Linked DNA regions of Sus scrofa: regions 2, 3 and 4 are each linked to region 1. Evidence: chromatin contacts called from public Hi-C and HiChIP or PLAC-seq data. All regions are on one chromosome and are shown on one strand. Each heading gives the region's core, a stretch centred on a gene start, on an enhancer-like site or on the middle of the called end of the contact. The rest is flanking DNA. Distances are from core to core; before and after follow the strand shown. Region 1 holds the start of EFHC1 (EF-hand domain-containing protein 1). Region 2 overlaps ICK (serine/threonine-protein kinase ICK). Region 3 has its middle 16 kb from the start of TMEM14A. Region 4 holds the start of TMEM14A (transmembrane protein 14A).

What was found. A called contact is a pair of places that touch in the nucleus more often than the background predicts. HiChIP or PLAC-seq counts read pairs in DNA pulled down with a chosen protein or histone mark.
Region 2: a contact with region 1 is called in a Hi-C map of subcutaneous adipose tissue, with 2.0 times the contacts expected there. The contact joins the enhancer-like site here to the promoter of EFHC1 in region 1. A contact is called at or near these places in 4 of 5 promoter capture datasets (fetal liver, fetal skeletal muscle, liver and 1 more), 24 of 47 Hi-C or Micro-C datasets (adipocytes, adipose tissue, alveolar macrophages and 16 more) and 2 of 2 datasets of contacts at active chromatin or transcription factors (alveolar macrophages and skeletal muscle).
Region 3: a contact with region 1 is called in an H3K27ac HiChIP or PLAC-seq map of alveolar macrophages. The contact joins the enhancer-like site here to the promoter of EFHC1 in region 1. A contact is called at or near these places in 1 of 5 promoter capture datasets (fetal skeletal muscle), 4 of 47 Hi-C or Micro-C datasets (alveolar macrophages, blood, embryonic fibroblasts and 1 more) and 1 of 2 datasets of contacts at active chromatin or transcription factors (alveolar macrophages).
Region 4: a Hi-C map of embryonic fibroblasts shows a contact between it and region 1, with 7 times the contacts expected there. The contact joins the promoter of TMEM14A here to the promoter of EFHC1 in region 1. A contact is called at or near these places in 3 of 5 promoter capture datasets (fetal liver, fetal skeletal muscle and liver), 34 of 47 Hi-C or Micro-C datasets (adipocytes, adipose tissue, alveolar macrophages and 18 more) and 2 of 2 datasets of contacts at active chromatin or transcription factors (alveolar macrophages and skeletal muscle).

What each region holds. Positions count from the first base shown.
Region 1 is chr7:46,243,654-46,246,192 of Sscrofa11.1, forward strand. It overlaps EFHC1 (EF-hand domain-containing protein 1), which reads left to right and starts at 1,262. Exons shown (of 10, transcript XM_013978451.2): 1 at 1,262-1,500. The coding sequence starts at 1,438.
Region 2 is chr7:46,710,176-46,712,714 of Sscrofa11.1, forward strand. The region is part of intron 2 of ICK (serine/threonine-protein kinase ICK); the gene reads right to left. All of the region lies in intron 1 of LOC110261744, which reads right to left. Among named protein-coding and RNA genes, the nearest start is that of ICK, 12 kb to the right of the region's middle. Within about 2 kb of position 1,261, at least 16 of the 83 cell types and tissues checked have an H3K27ac peak or open chromatin away from gene starts, as enhancers often do. A contact at or near this core is called in adipose tissue, omental adipose tissue, retroperitoneal adipose tissue and 1 more, where this site is marked.
Region 3 is chr7:46,524,724-46,527,262 of Sscrofa11.1, forward strand. No RefSeq gene overlaps it. Among named protein-coding and RNA genes, the nearest start is that of TMEM14A, 16 kb to the left of the region's middle. Within about 2 kb of position 1,273, at least 7 of the 83 cell types and tissues checked have an H3K27ac peak or open chromatin away from gene starts, as enhancers often do. A contact at or near this core is called in alveolar macrophages and embryonic fibroblasts, where this site is marked.
Region 4 is chr7:46,508,454-46,510,992 of Sscrofa11.1, forward strand. TMEM14A (transmembrane protein 14A) reads left to right here and starts at 1,271. Exons shown (of 5, transcript XM_005666469.3): 1 at 1,271-1,380.

The DNA of each region.
Region 1 (2,539 bases), core at 12-2,511:
AAAACAAAAAGTGTATTAAACACCTAATTAAGGTACCACTCAAATAGAAAATAAAAAAATTAAAGGTTAAAAAAAGATAGGTGGGGACAAAAATGGGAACTAGGAGTAGTTAGGGGAGAAAAAGTGTTATTAGAAAAGAATCTCTTTGGGCAGGGTGTGGAGAGAGCCACCAGTAACTGCTTCAGGGCCCCTACTGGATTGATGTTCTGGGCCCCCTGAGGTTTACGCTTATTAGTGAAACCCAACAAGGGTATTTGCTCTGACAAGCAGCAGGAAAACGAAAGCCCCTGTCTGTATAGGCAGTAACCCACCCATGACATGGGGATAGGCCTTAGTGGGTCAGGCTTGCTACTATATCATGTTCCTAAACTAGCTCATAATCAGAAACAGCTTTTATAACAATCAGATTCTCGGGCCCCATTTCAGATCTAATGAATCCAAAGTGTGGGCACCTGGGTATTAGCTGACTTTTGTTTTTCCTTTTAAGCTCTTCAGCGCTGCTGAAAAACTTTTTTTCTCCTTCTTTCCTGAAAACGTTTCAGGAACACGATTACGTTTAAGGGATAACAAATTTCATAAAAAGAGCAGCTATGATCCTGGCAGTATGTCACCTCACTTATTTGCTTACGACTTTTGTTTTCTCTTTGAAGGAGATGAGTATCACCTCCTGGTTCACTGCAGCTGCAGGTGGGTAGAAACTAGAGACCAGAGGAATTGAGATGAACGCCCTATGCCTCTTTAGGCTACAAATATTGAGTATAATGTGGTGAATATGCAAGATCCTCAGGCCCAACCAACAAGAACCGGGAAGATGCAGAACTGCAGGTATGGACAGTAGATTAAAGAAAGGTAAAGTGGAAAAAGAATACGATAGTGACAGGATTAGGGACGAGATTGCATTTGTTCATTGAACATCCTTGAGCAACAGTTATAACCGTGAATAATCCGGAGCCCCTTGACCCAAGGAAGCGGGGGTCCTTGAGAGATAACACTTTTAAACAGGACCAACCACTGACACTTCAGTGTGAACTGTGTCAAGTCCCTTTTCCCACAGCTGGGAGAAGGGAGAGTGGGCGGGTCGCGGTGAGGACTGGGCGGAGCGAAGGCAGGGCCTCCCCTGGGCCTGGAACGGCTCCAAGGGCCCGCCCCAAACGGGACCTCTCGGCGAGAACTATCGCGTCATCACAACCCTCTCCTCCGCCCCCGCCCACCCGCTCCCGCCAACCCGCATCCCTAGCTGGGAGGGGCGGGGCCAGCTCGCCTCAGCCGGCCCCCCTCCCGCGAGACGCGCCCAGGCCCGTGGACAGCGCACGCGCAGACCTGGCAGCGGGCGCTCCGGCTGTTTGGCGTTGCCATGGAGCTGCCCAGGCCTGGCCAAGGAACGCGGCTGGGCGTCTGGGCAACCCGGGAGGACCAAGCCCGCGCGAGGTGGCTGCGATGGTGTCTCACCCAGTGCACGGCCTGCCCTTTCTCCCGGGCACGTCCTTTAAGGACTCCACGGTGAGGACTTCTCCCTCCAGCCCCAACCTGTCCTCAGCCTCTTATTGCGCCTACTTGCTTGTCCACCGTTTGTACTCTTTCCCTTGAAACCTCTCCTCTGTCCCAACCCTGTTCTCCCCCGACACACAAACACCCAGCCTCACCCTTTCTCCCATCCTTTGTCCTCTATCCATCCCTCTAGTTGTTTCCACTCCGCCCAGACAGCTTGTTGGACTCCCAGCGTTCTTCCTTTAGGCTTTGCTCTTCTAGCCCCGGTCTCTTCTCCTTCTAGATCATTGTTTTCCCCACCTTGCTCCCAAGTTCTCCCTAGACTCTATCTCCTCTCCCACCCTCTCTGCCCGGCTTCATCCTTAAACCCTTCCCCCAGCCTGGTTCCTTCCCGGACGCAGCCTCTTTACATCTTCATCCTTATTTTCACGGCCCTATCCCACCCACTCTCCCCAAGCCCATCACTCCTGCCCCGCGTCTTTCCTCTTCTGAATCCTAGACCCAGTCATCTCTCCCACCCCAGCTCGGTTTCCAGTCTTACAGACCATATCTACCCATTCACTTCGTTCTGCCAGGTCCTTTCCCAAAGTCTCCTTCCCTCTCATTTATGCTTCTACCAAATCGCATCCCTTTTCTGTCCAGCACTTCTGGCTTTTCTACAGTTTAGTTCCACATTCACCCTGCTCTTGTTTCGTCTTCTTTCTCAACTGCTCTTTCTCCAAAAAGACTTTCAACACTTGGCGGTCTTTGTCCCAAATCATCCTCAGGTGCTTTGTAGGAGATAGTTATGTTTTCCTTCCCTCCACCATAGCTGATTTGTTGCTGGTTTTTTCTTCCCCAGCCCTTTTCTTTTCACCTTAATGTGTTTGTTTTGTTTTTGTCTTTTCTAGGGCTGCCCGCAGCATATGGAGGTGCCCAGGCTAGGGGTCGAATCAGAGCTGTAGACACCGGCCTACGCCAGAGCCACAGCAATGCGGGATCCCAGCTACGTATGCGACCTACACCACAGCTCAAGGCAACGCCAGATCCTTAACCCACTGAGCGAGGCCAG
Region 2 (2,539 bases), core at 11-2,510, 470 kb after region 1:
TCTGCGACCTACACCACAGCTTGTGTTAATTATGGATCCTTAACCCACTGAGCATGACCAGGAATTGAACCTGCATCCTCATTGATACTAGTTAGGTTTTAACCCACCAAGCCACAATGGGAACTCCCATGAATTCTTAATTTAATAGGCCCTAAGTTGAACACAGGCATAGCACGTTAAGGAAACTTGACTACAGAATTACATGCTTTGGGCATAGCCAAAACAAAACAAAACAAAACAAAACAAAAACAAAAAGCAAAGTGACAAAGGAAAAGATAGCTTGAAAAAAATCTGGTATGAAGAGAAATTGGAGGGAAAGAGAAGTTGTTCTTTTTAAAAGAGAAGAGCAGGAGTTCCCATTGTTGCACAGCGGAAACGAATCTGACTAGGAACCATGAGGTTTCAGGTTCGATCCTTGGCCTCACTTAGTGGGTTAAGGATCCAGTGTTGCCGTGAGCCATGGTGTAGGTGGAAGCTGCAGCTTGGATCTGGCGTTGCTGTGGCTGTGGCATAGGCCAGCAGCTACAGCTCCAATTAGACCCCTAGCCTGGGAACCTCCATATGCTGCAGATGCAACCCTAAAAAGACCAAAAAAAAAAAAAGAGAGAGAGAGAAGAGCAACTCCTTAGCGTTGAACAAGCACATACCCTTGAGTCTTTTATGTTTCCTCCTCCCCCCCGTGGCATCTGAATTCACAGCTCCTGGCCTAGCCAGTCATCACCCTCTGCCATGTGAATGGGGGGGTGGGGGGGGAATAGCAGCCTATTCATTAACTTGAAGAATTAGCTCACACAGTAATGGGTGATTCCTCTAAATAACACTCAGACTCCAAGAATAACTTGGATCACCACTTGCTATAACTAATCCATACCTGGTTCGCCATTACTAAACCATACCTAGCTTACTAATATATCAAATAAGCCAAAAAAGTAAACCAACTATCATTTTAGAGCTTACTCGGTGTACAGTACTGCTATACACATAATAATCTTTGCACATAATAATCTTTTTATCTTCACAACAGTATTATTATTACCTTTGTTTTATAGATAAGGAATCTGAGACACAAGCTACTTGTTCAAGGTTACGCAACTAGTAGCTGTTAGCATTGAGACAGGAACAAGGGCCAACTGCATCAAAGTTAAGGAGGAGGTTGCAAAAGATTCAAACATCATGAGATTTTCTGAGGATCTGAGAACAAGAGGAACTGAAAGAAGTACTTTGTAGCTCAAAGTCCACATTCTGAACCAGTGAGGTGGCCGTGCTCTGGGTGGCCTCGTTCTGCAATCGAGCTTCAGCAGACCCAGCGGGACCTCACTGGCACTGACTGCCTATAGAGGAGGCACGTGACCACCGACAAAGAGGGACTGGGTCCCAGTTTCCACTTGGCACTGACCCTCCCATGACTTGAAGCACCTCTTGGTCCTCAGGTTAATTTCTGTGAGGCTAGGGCCCTGGGCTTGATGAAGTGAGCTGATCTTCCGCTCTGATGCTCTGTGGTTCAGTGATTTCTCTGGGTCAGGCAGCATTTGTCTAAGAAAAAATGGATCCGTGTTTCCACCTTTGCCATCAGCACACAAAAACTAGCGAGGAGCAGACAGCACCCCAGAAGGACTCTGTACGTCAAACAACATCTCTTCCAGAGTAGGACACGTGTCCCTGCCTCGGTCAGACCCCAAAGCTCAGAATCTACTCTCTCTCTCTCCCCAAGTTCAGCTCAAACGTCACCTCTTCAGAGCCTCCTGCCCGATCCTGCAGATGCAGCCAACGGCTCTCTACCAGGGATGCCACAGCGCCCTGTCCCCACCTCACTGCCAGCCCTTCCCCAGTGGCCAGTGGCCAGTGACACGCAGGCCTGCCCCAGACACTCACCACACCTCCTTCATCTCTGTTCTCACGCCTCACGCTCCACTTGCACCAGCAGATTCCCATGGTTTGAATGGTCAGAACATGAAGTTTAGTCTTTGCTATTTACTTATTAGCCATTTATTTGGTCAGTATCTCACAACACTCAGCGCTTCTATTTCTTCACGTGCAAAGTGATGGTAATCAGACTGTTTGCCCAGAGCAGAAATGTTCTGAAACAGGAGAATACTAAACACTGCAGAAAGGCTAGTGCAGGCAGGCTGCCTGGCCTCCCACTACAGTGCCGGAATGACTGCATTTGGAGAATCTCAGAAAGGCCCCTGCAAATCAGGCCTTTGGCCTTTGGGTTAGGCTGTACCCAACTCGTGGAGTGACACAGCTATATTTTGCTTTCAAAGGGTTCTGGCCAATCTTTGAAAGCAATGCTTCGGTTTTTCTGACTAGGTGACAATGGGGACACCTTTCCACAACGTGCCCCAGCCCCTTCCCCTTGGCTCAATCCTCAGTGGGACAGACTACCTGTTCAGGCTAGCAGTGCATGCCTGGTGCCCTGCTCGCTGACAGCCTGGGGAACCGACTGGGTACGGGGACGGAAGTAATCTGCTCTTTATTTTGGAAGCTTGACAGTCACTGAATAAATGCCACAATGACTCATTTTTTTAAGAAAGGAGAC
Region 3 (2,539 bases), core at 23-2,522, 280 kb after region 1:
ATATCTTAGAGCTACAGCAACTGGAGAAACTGCTTGACCTCAAATCCAAGGATACAGGACAAGGATCTGGAGCCTACTTCTTTTTTTTTTTTTTTTTTTGCCTTTTTTTGCTTTTTAGGGCCGCACCTGTGGCATATGGGAGTTTCCAGGCTAAGAGTCAAATCAGAGCTGCAGCTGCTGGCCACAGCCATAGCCACAGCCATGTGGGATCCAAGCCACATCAGTGACCTACACTGCAGCTCACATCAATGCCAGATCCTTAACCTACTGAGCAAGGCCAGAGATCGAAGCCCCATCCTCGTGATTACTAGCCGGGTATGTAACCCACTGAGCCACAACGGGAGCTCCTGGAGCCTACTTCTTAGGGTCCCATCACTTGTGAAGAGGGGGAGGAATGGGGCTCTGGAGGAACATTGAAATTCCTCTGGGAGCTCCTAGGATGGAGAGAAAAGAGGCACAGTTCCTGGTGTTTCTTTTCCAGGGAGGTCAGGGGGAGGATGGGGACCCTCTACAGAGATGGAGAGAGGGATGGGTGGGGTGGATTGAGGTGACATACTAGGTCAGCTGAGGACAGAGGACTGAGAGGCAGGGCCACATGCTTCCAGGCAAGTGTGTTAAGAATCAGTAGGCAGAACTGGTTTATATCTCGGCCTTGCTCTCTATTTGCTAAGAAGTTACTTAACCTTGAAGGTCTCTTCTCCATCTGGGAACTAGGAATGATCACACTAATCCCATAATACTAAAGTGAACATTCAGTGGGACAATAGTATCAAAAGGCTTATCAAGTGACAGGCAGAGAGTAAGCATCCAACAACTGGCAGCTATTTTATGATTTAGGACGAAGGCTTCCCTTTGTAGGGATAATTATGTCCCAAGGTGATTACTTCTTTTTATTCATGATTATGCTGTCCCAGCTGATTGTGTTTTGTGAACATGATGTTGAGTCAACCTTTTTTGGGGGTGGGGGCAGGTGCCACACCTGCGGCATACGTAGGTTCCCAGGCTAGGGGTCGAATCAGAGCTACAGCGGCAGGCCTGCATCACAGCCACAGCACCATGGGACCTGAGCTGTGCCTGTGACCTACACCACAACTCACAGCAAAGTCAGATCCTTAACCCACTGAGTGAGGCCAGAGATGGAAATTGTGTCTTCATGGATTCTAGTCATATTCGTTTCCGCTGAGCCACGGAAACTCCAGGATGAGTCAGCTTTGATGATGTTTTCTGTAAAGACTCCAAGTCAGTGTGGGATCTTGTGATCCACCCTGGGCATGGAGGAAGTAAGTTCTTACATTTTTGCCCAGTGAATATCTTGAAGGTGGTCTCTGCCATTTAGAGCCTTTTCTGGTGATTAATTAAGTAGTATTGTCATCATATTCTATAGGTTTCAGGTGAGTCACTGAGGCCAGGCCAGCCCAGACCTAAGGGAGGGGAATTATACCCGACCCCACCCATGAGGAGAAAGGCCAAAGAACCTGCCATCTTTAATCAACATGTGCCACAAGTAAATGATTTAGAAGAACTGGGAAAGAGTCCAGTCACCCTATGGAAGTGAGGGTGAGGGAGAGAGTTGGAGGGGAAGGAGGAGAAGTTCCTAAAGTCTACACAAGAGGAAATCTGGCTCTTAGCTCACATCAGCCCAGTCAAATGCTGGAAGAGCAAGCTGAGAAATGCCAGGATCTCAGCGTGGCCTTGGGTACCTGAGAACCTGGGAAACTTTTGCCTGCATCTTGCAAACTCAGGATGACTCAAAAGCATAGAGGAGGAGTTCCCGTCGTGGCACAGTGGTTAACGAATCCAACTAGGAACCATGAGGTTGCGGGTTCGGTCCCTGCCCTTGCTCAGTGGGTTAACGATTCGGCGTTGCCGTGAGCTGTGGTGTAGGTCGCAGACACAGCTCGGATCCCGAGTTGCTGTGGCTCTGGCGGAGGCTGGCGGCTACAGCTCCGATTCGACCCCTAGCCTGGGAACCTCCATATGCCGCGGGAGCGGCCCAAGAAATAGCAAAAAAAAAAAAAAAAAAAAAAAAAAAAAAAAAAAAGCATAGAGGAGAAGTGTCTAGGTGTCCAGGCAGAGGGGCAGTCGATGGCCTCAGGGTTCTCCGCATTCCAGGAAGGCACAGAAGAACCCGGAGTCTTCAATGCACAGTTCCAAATTCAAAAGGCAGATGAGGAGCTCCATTGTGGCTCAGTGGGTTAAGAACCTGACATAGTGTCTGTGAGGATGCAGGTTTGATTCCTGGCCTTGCTCGGTGGGTTAAGGATCTGGTGTTGGCATAAGCTGTGGCACAAGTCGAAGACATGGCTCGGATCCCAAGTCGTTGTGTCTGTGGTGTAGGCTGGCAGCTGCAGCTCTGATTTGACCCCTAGCCTGAGAACTCCCATATGCTGCAGGTGTGGCCATAAAAATAAAACTTAATTTTTTTAGCAACATGGATGGACCTAGAAATTATCATGCTAAGTGAAGTCAGTCAGACAACGAGACGCCAACATCAAATGCTATCACTTTGTGGGATCTGAAAAAAGGACACAATGAACTT
Region 4 (2,539 bases), core at 21-2,520, 260 kb after region 1:
CTATAGATACACAGGACCTGATTGACAACAGCTGGACTATCAAAACAAGCCTGTGGCTAAGAAGTGGGTGGAAATTTTTGGAGAAATGGAAGCACATTCCTACAAATCTAAAAATTGCTGTTGCTAGTCAGTAAAATGCTAAGTATTCTAGTAAAGTCTGTCAGTGGGTCAGGCTTTCAACCTTATCCTCCCTTTTGCAAAAGCCTAGAGGGGCTGAGAAGGAGAGCTGGGAGCACTCAGCCAAACTCCAGGGTATCACTTCCTTCATCCACATTCCAGCACCTGCCATCAACTCTTCCTTGACTTTCCTGGAACCTGGTTAACTTCCTAGGCCTACCTTATGCTTCTCCTAAGTTAGATACAGTCACGTTCCTTCCCTGAAGCATTTTTAAGCAGAAGGAGTAGATTCAGCAAAGTTCACAAGATTTACTGTATATTCTTAGGTTTCCTTTTAAAAGAAATTCTATTATTCCTAGCCCGAAGCACCCCTAGAGCAACTTGATGACTCCTAGATGACAGCCTGTTATGTAAGGGAGAGGGTTGGAGTTACTGGATTGTGGCCTAGAAGGCAAAACTGGAGTGAAATGAGAAGTTGTATTTAGAAGGCACGATGCCAGATCAATCTAAAGCTCATTCCTGGGGATAGATTATCCTGAAACTAGACATGATTTCAAGTGCCTTACACTTCTGGCATGGTGTACCTTTCCCTTCTGGTATTTAGGCCCAGCAAATCCTGGGTTTGAAGTATAAGACCGGTTTCCTGGTTTCCCCTCCGCATCTAGATGACCTCGTAAATGGGCGGTGTAAGGAAGGTTGCTCGGGTTTCGAAACTGGACAGCCTGGGTTCTAACACTCGCACCTCTCTTAGGAGCTGAGCCTGAGGACAACGAAATCCTTTCACCTTTCTGAACCTTAGCTCCCACCGTTGAAAATGAGGACAATCTACAGGAGAGTATATAAAAGGCCTAGGCTGCTGGAGAAATCCCACAAATGCCCCTTGAATGATGAAGGAACTTCTTCATGGTTAAAAATCTTTCGCCTTCTGGAATTCTTGGTACACCCAGACCCACTCCTTGCGAGTGCTTGTCAGTCCCGCCCCGTCCGACAGAAAGCAGCAGATCCTGGCACCAGGGCGGAAAGCCAGGCCGCAGGAGCGAGTGACCGAGGGTGGCCGCGGCCTAGGATGCTATTGCCAGAGAGGGCTGCAGATGGTACAAGGAGAACCATCCTACACAAACCCGAGCTGCGGAATGGTGGGGGGGGAGGCGCATGCGCACAGGGGGGGCGGGGCCGCCCGGAATCAGCGGCCCCGCCCAGTGCCGGAGAGTAGTGCCCAGAGTCGGAAGGCGCAGGCTTTTGAGGTCAGCTTCCTGACTGCAGGTACGAAGTTTTCCCGCAGCTGGCTCCCGACTTTTCTCTTTTCAGCCGCGGGGAGAGCTTGGGGCTGCAGGTGAGCTGTACGTCTCGCAACTTATACCTTCCTGCCCGTAATTTAATGCAAAGGCGCAGAAATAGATAACAATGCGAAGAACCTTGGGAGGATTTTGCAGGGGGTGGGGTCAGCTCTCCCGGGTATCGCTTCTCTTCTGCCTGGGAATTCTCCGAATTTCTTCCTTCCACGGCCCTGAATCTCCCATTTGTCCTCCCTGGACACTTGTCCTCCCTGGAGTTCCTGGAGCTACGGAGAGGTGGGGAAGGGGGTGGAGATCTTGGACCATCACAGAAATGCTTGGCGAGGTTTTAAAACCTTTCCTGCACCAACCAGACTGCACTCGAAAATGTCTTTCGAGCCCCAAGGAGTTAAAAGGTAGGTAATTATTGATCCTCAGCATGTGAAAATGCTTTTTATATAATGACTTGCGGGAAATCTCTTAGTGGGTTCGTCAAATTTTGCAGGGCTAGGGGCAAGGCAGGGCCGTGTCACCTGGTTTTGTACGTTGTGCAGTAAATTATTTTGCCGCATTGCACCCAGGATGCTTTCTGGCTCTTCCGAGTGCTGGGCAACCGATGACACTGAGAGCACGTGATGCGTTGGGCATATTGTCCCCACCCCTATCCCTCCCAGGCTAACGCAAGCCTCTGGTTTTACTGTGTGGTCCTAAGCAGGTTATACGGTCCTGCTACGGAAAAGGAGCGCCAGGGCGGATTGCTTTTTATGTGAATTTTCGCTGTGAGCACGGAAACTTCTTACAAGGATTGAGAATAGATTATTTTGTCTTTGTAGAGCAACACTCAGTTCATTGAGGAGATAAAGGGCTTTTTTTCCTGGCAGTGGAGCTACACGGAGGGTGGCTCAGTTACAGAATGTCTTCAGGCCAAAGTTATTGCTTTGGTTCCCTAGCTCATTCACTCATTTATTCAGCATTTGCCTTGTGCACGCATTGGGCTTGGCGCTGTGGGAGAGGAAGATGAGTTGAACCTGAGCTTAGTCCTCAAGAAGTTTGACTGGCCCAGGGCAGAGATGAGTTCAACAGAAGTAACTCTACACTAAGTAGAGGGATGGGGCCTCAAAAGAGGATCAGAGGAAGAACTGCGAAGC